Regions from separate parts of the Gossypium hirsutum genome. Here region 2 is linked to region 1. A link is a contact called in public Hi-C data. All regions are on one chromosome and are shown on one strand. Each heading gives the region's core, a stretch centred on a gene start, on an enhancer-like site or on the middle of the called end of the contact. The rest is flanking DNA. Distances are from core to core; before and after follow the strand shown. Region 1 holds the start of LOC107910472 (type IV inositol polyphosphate 5-phosphatase 3). Region 2 holds the start of LOC107912132 (protein S-acyltransferase 8).

The links. A called contact is a pair of places that touch in the nucleus more often than the background predicts.
Region 2: a contact with region 1 is called in a Hi-C map of leaf, with 1.8 times the contacts expected there. The contact joins the promoter of LOC107912132 here to the promoter of LOC107910472 in region 1. A contact is called at or near these places in 2 of 34 Hi-C or Micro-C datasets (leaf and petal).

Annotation. Positions count from the first base shown.
Region 1 is chrD02:9,845,693-9,848,763 of Gossypium_hirsutum_v2.1, reverse strand. It overlaps LOC107910472 (type IV inositol polyphosphate 5-phosphatase 3), which reads right to left and starts at 1,258. Exons shown (of 13, transcript XM_041088408.1): 1 at 957-1,258; 2 at 104-179.
Region 2 is chrD02:10,026,221-10,029,099 of Gossypium_hirsutum_v2.1, reverse strand. LOC107912132 (protein S-acyltransferase 8) reads right to left here and starts at 1,279. Exons shown (of 6, transcript XM_016840232.2): 1 at 893-1,279. The coding sequence starts at 931.

The sequences.
Region 1 (3,071 bases), core at 9-2,508:
AGAAGATGAACAAAAAAAAAACAACAATGGAAGCCAAAGTCAACCGGAAATAGGAAGAGGGAAAATAAATGAAAAGCAATAGGGGAAGGTCAGCAGTAACTACCTTTGGTGGGAAAATAAAAGTAGTGAGCTGGCCGGCTTTCAACTGATTATTACTACTAAAACTTTAGGTGTCAAATCTGTCAAAATTTCAAATTCTCTCAATCCAATTGGATAGGTTTTAAGCTTATACCAAAAAAAAAAATTTAATTAGCAAATGACTGTTTCTGGAATCATCCGCGGTTATAGTGTAACGACAAACTACTCTCTTTTTCTTCTTTTTTTTGTAACGAATGATAAAATACTTTGATATTATGTACTTCTTATCCTTTCCTGTTATAAAACAAGTATATTTTTTGTTTAATAAAATAATTTTAAGTGTTAAAGAAAATTAAATATATAATATCAATTTTTACTGATTCAATTCCTTTTGATTTTCAAAATTAAGAATAAAAAAATCAGTTTTAAGTAAACATGTCATAGTGGAGATGTCAATAATGCTCAACTATCGATCTATTTCCTTTTTTTTTCTTTTAACACTTATTTTTTTTTCAAAATAATCTCTCTTTTTTCCAACACATAATAAAAAAATATTATGAATTTGAATTTTGTAGTCTTTGATTCGTGACGGTGTAAACTAATATTGTGGGTGTGGAATCGGTCAGTTTGATCGATTTAATTTTTTTTAAAATTGAAAATCAACTTAATTAATCTCTCTTGAAAATTAATCAACAGTATAGCCGTCTCCTACATAAGTATCTTTTCCTCCATTTATATACGTATATATAAATATATATATACATTTGAAATACAATGTTAGATTTCATTTGCAGAAGAACAAGCAGTGTGTGACTGCTATGTAATGAGTGAATCAAATGTTAAGAAAAATGAAAATAAAGAATCGAAGAGATTCATACCTGTTTTGCTTGATGACTGAATCAACTTTGCTTCTGTAGAAGAAACAGAAAAGGAAAAACTGAAATTTCCGAGAAAATGAAACTTGATCTGCTTAGCACTTGCTCCCTAAAAGAGGCAAGTTTGAAGTTTCCTTAAGTTTCTGGGGAAAGGGGAAAAATATTGGATTTTTTTTCCTTTTTCTCTGCAGCGAGAAGCAGAGCGTTTTACTTTCTCTTCGTATTTGGTTTATTCAAAGAGCAAAATTGTTTGGTTCTTCTTTGGCAGATCTGTCATTTATGCATGTTGCAAACACTTAGTAGCGGCTGTAAGCTGATCTCCATTCAATTTTTTTTTATATATCCGTATTTATTTTTTTTATAAATAAAAAATAAAAAATTCTTCTTATAAAAATAAGATATAATAAATAATTAAACATATATTTTAAAATTAATTAGTAATAATATATGCAATATGTACTATATTAAAATAAAAAATTATATGAAATAATGAGTAAAATAAATTTTAAATACATAAATATTTCAAATTAAAAATATTAAATACACTATAAATATTTATCATGATATTATCATCAATCTTGATTAACTAGTAACATCAACTCAACCAATAACATTGTCAATATATATATAAAAATATACAAATAAAGAAAAAGAATTCATTACAAATTTGATCTTATAATTAAGTTAATATTAAAGTATTTAGCATATATTTACATAAAATATTAAAAACATAAAATAAAATAAAAGATAAAAACAAAATAAAATTATTATTAACAATAATTTTAAAAAATAAAATAATAATTAATGGCACATTATATTAATAGCAAGATTAAAGTCTTGAAAGCTTTTAAAATATTAAATTCGACTCTTGTTTTACATATATTATATGTAAATTCTTAATTTATATTTTTTTAATTTATGCTTCACGTATTTATAAATTAAAAAAATTATAGAATGTGGGTTTGAATAGTTTCTGATTAAAAAAATTTAAAGATATTTACTTGATATATTATTATTTTATCTATTTAAATATATAAAAAAATTAAACACAAAAAATGAAGAACATGAAACAACATTAATTTATAATTTATATAGTTGGTTCTATGTTTATTTTTCTATAGCTTACAATTTTATTGTGGTAGTAAAAATATGTCCTGGAAGATAAATTTTTAAAAGAAAAAAATAAAAAATACGTCTTACAAGATCCGTTTTTACTATCACGTCAATAAAAAAAACTCTAGTTCTCTTTTAAAAAACAATATATACGAGTAAATTTTAAAATAACATCATATATTCTCAAATTAAAAAAAAATCAGTGATAAATCGCCCCAAGCTTGAACCTCTTTAATTTTAGCTGGATTCAACTCAATTACGTCTTAATCGTACGTCACTGTAGATATCGTGTTAAATATACTTTTTTTTAAATAATAATAATTTTGCAATGATATTTTGAGAGGTTAAAAATATTTTGGAACCCACATTTCAAATTTCAAAGAGAACACATTAATTACATCAGTTGCTTGCAATGAATGGAAACTGAAAACTTCCAGACCCTTTCTTTGACAACCACAATGCATTTATTCATTATTAAAACAGTGTTAACAAAGACAACAAAATTATTTCTTTTTACAAAATAAAAAATATTATTATAAATTTGTTTTAATTTTTTATATTTTTATATAAAATTTATAAAATTAATTTAAGAATTCATAAAAGATCTAGAAAAGACCCAACCGAGCCTCAATTTTACAATTTCAAGCACTCGTTTTTTTTTTATAAATATATTTTTATATAATATTTGGATAAATTATACTTAAGGTCAGTCAATTATTAATAATTTTACGTTTGATCACACAACTTTAAAAAGTTATTGAATGATTATTGAACTATTCAAATGTCTTCAATTAAGCCATTGGGTTGTTAAAATTGTTGTTGTATGGTCTTTCTAATCACTTGTACCAATCGAAAGCTCACATTCCCCTTCTATTCTACAATTAAGTTTTTTTTTTCATGAAATAACTTTGAACATCACAAATCTGCGAACCAAAATTCAAACAATTTCCTTATCCTGTCTCTGACATTGACCGTCAAACCGACATGGATCTAAGATACATTTTT
Region 2 (2,879 bases), core at 30-2,529, 180 kb before region 1:
ATACTTTTGCACTGGTTCCTGCACAAAAGCATTCCTTTTGATCTAGAGATCGCTGCACTAATAAAGTAACAAGTATATCCAAGCAGTCACCAAACTTGGAAAAGCAACAGCTTGATTATTAAGGTTTCAAATTAGGGAGAAGTTAATTAGAACAGAAGAGAACCTGTCTCATTTGGTCTTCCACATTTACAAGAACTTAGTAACATTATAATTATACTTACTTCATCGATGCCATTTCTCTCAAAACATTGGGAGATGAGGTTCAAACCCTTAATAACACATAAAAGTAGTGCTAGAGTTCTCACGACTGATACAAAACACACATGGCACCCTTCAATGCAAAAATACATTAGAACCAACCATGTATCAAGCATGGATTCAGTCTACTTTCCCCAAAGTAATTCGGCATAAAAGCACACCAACTCAACCTAAAAACTGTAAGGCTATATTCCATACCTCTAGTCAACAATCCATAACTGACTGTTATTCAAAGCCAAAGATTTTCCTCCATTTGGTCATAAAGAGTAAATAACAAATGCTTCACTAACATTAACCAAGCTCTTTGCCTAACTTCATAAATGCAAAACAAACAGTCAAAAACAGCCCCCCAGAAAAGTAAAGAGTTCACTATTTTCTCCATGCTTTCCCCATTTTCGCATTATCATTAATTCATAGCACCAAAAATCCAACTAGCAGGAAAAAAAACTAGAAAGAATTGTCAACTGATTAAAAAAACCCAAAACCTAAAAACCCTACTAATAACTAAACCAAATTAAAACTAACTCATTTTTCTACAAACCAAACAAATCTAACAAATACCCAGATACCAAAAACCGTGCATTTCAATAAAAAATCGACAAAAGTTGAAAAAAAAAACACTGAACATCCTTACATTACTTCCTTTCCAAACTTCATACACTCTCTTTTCCATTAGAGAAACTTCAAAGCCTCTTCTTCCCTACTGTAGCTTTATTGAACTAGGCTTGAACTGAGTTGGGAGGATTTGAAACTTGTGCGGGAGTTTCAGTTCATTTAAAAAAATATATATATATTTCTATTTTTGAAAAAAAAAGACAGAAAATCCCAAAAACCTCTCCTCGCGATAACCTTCACAAGCACACACTGAAAGAATCGTACTCAATTGGGTGATGATTGAATCCGCAAAACGCCTGTGTTGAACCCTCTTACTTTTAGGTATTTAATAACAAAGAAAAATAAAATAAATTAATTCTATATAATAATGTTTTAATTTTAAAATACAACTAAATTTATTTTGCAAACCCTGTGAGTGTTGGCTGATGTTGCGTCGTTTTATCATCTTTTTCGAATTGAAAGTGAACTTTTTGGGGTTAGAATTGTCCAGCTCTGAGTGGCCAAGATGAGGTGGCGTCATCTTATTGGGGCAAGTATACCAGGAATTTTCTTTCTTTCTTTCCTTTTATTTATTGAAGTCATCGAAAACTGTAAAGGAAGAATCTAGTGCTAAATTACTGCGTTTTGCCCAAATATTTACTGCAACAAATATTTCGTTTTTTATTAAGTTATTTGAAAATATTTAATTATTGTATATATAAAATTAAAAACTTAAATTAAATTTCAAATTTCAACACAGACAAAAAAAGTCTTTAAATATTACAAGATTTTAAAAAGAAAAATTATAACCCACGACGGAGTTTTCTGCCGGCTTGCAGAGGAGATCCAATGTGCACCAAATGGAACCTTAGTGTACTAGATTTTGTTGCCCTTGCTAATATTGTGGTTTAATTGTAAATTTTATTCATCTACTTTACACATTTTGAAAATCTTTTATATAGATATTCCGACTTTTGATATACATTTCGCTTGTTTTCTCGTTTTCTCCCTTAGGATCAGTTCTTCTTTGCTTTTGAAAAGTGTTGTGGAGAAGTGCTTTTAAAAAATTTGAATATTTGGTATTACTGTCAAAAAGTATTTTTGAAGAATAAAATGTCCATTTTAGACATGATATTATAAAGTAACAAATATGCATTTAAATAATGTTCAAATTAGTTAGTATTATGATATTTTAGTAAAAATATAAAAAATAATTTATTATAACTTATTGTTAATATTTTAATATATAATATTAATTTTAAATATTTCTAAGTAATTAATATTAATTATTTACTAAATTTAATTAGAACCAGTAGAGGAACAAAGAACCAGCAAGCAGAGGAACAACAGCACCAGCAGAGAACAAAATTTGGAGGAAAAAAAGTAGCCGTGGGGAACACCAACACTAGCAGAGAAGAACCAGCCTTATTTCTTTCTCAAATGTGTGTGGCTAAAAATGTAAAAGAACAGCCCAAAAGCACTTTTTAACTGAAAAAACTAAATTTTTTTGCTTTTTATATGCTCAAAAGCACCTGCAATAAGTTAAAAATTTGGTACGAAATTAAGTGTGTTCTTTATTGCTTTTGATGGAAAAGTGTTTTTGCATATAAAATCTTATCAATTAAGCAGAGGAGAATGGGGCCTTAATAATTTATCTTGGTCGAGTCTCTACACAAATTTGATATTAATAAAAAAAACTGAAAGTAGAAAAATGTTTCAATCTTAGGCACAATCTCCCTAATAATAATTTAATCCAACCCATCTCTATATAAAATTTTACTGAGGAGCTAATCTCTCATTTGATTGTTCTACTTAATGAAAATAAGTAATTTCTATGAAAATAATTGGCAAAAATTGTTAGTTTAATAATTTATAAAAAAAATAATTAAAGATAATGTAATTATTTGGACCAATTTTTTAAAATTTTTTTAAGTGCGAGATTCTAAGGAATTATAAAATTATATGAAATGAGTTGGACGGAGGGTATCAATTTCAAGCTTCAACATTGCTTCCATGGCCACCCAAGA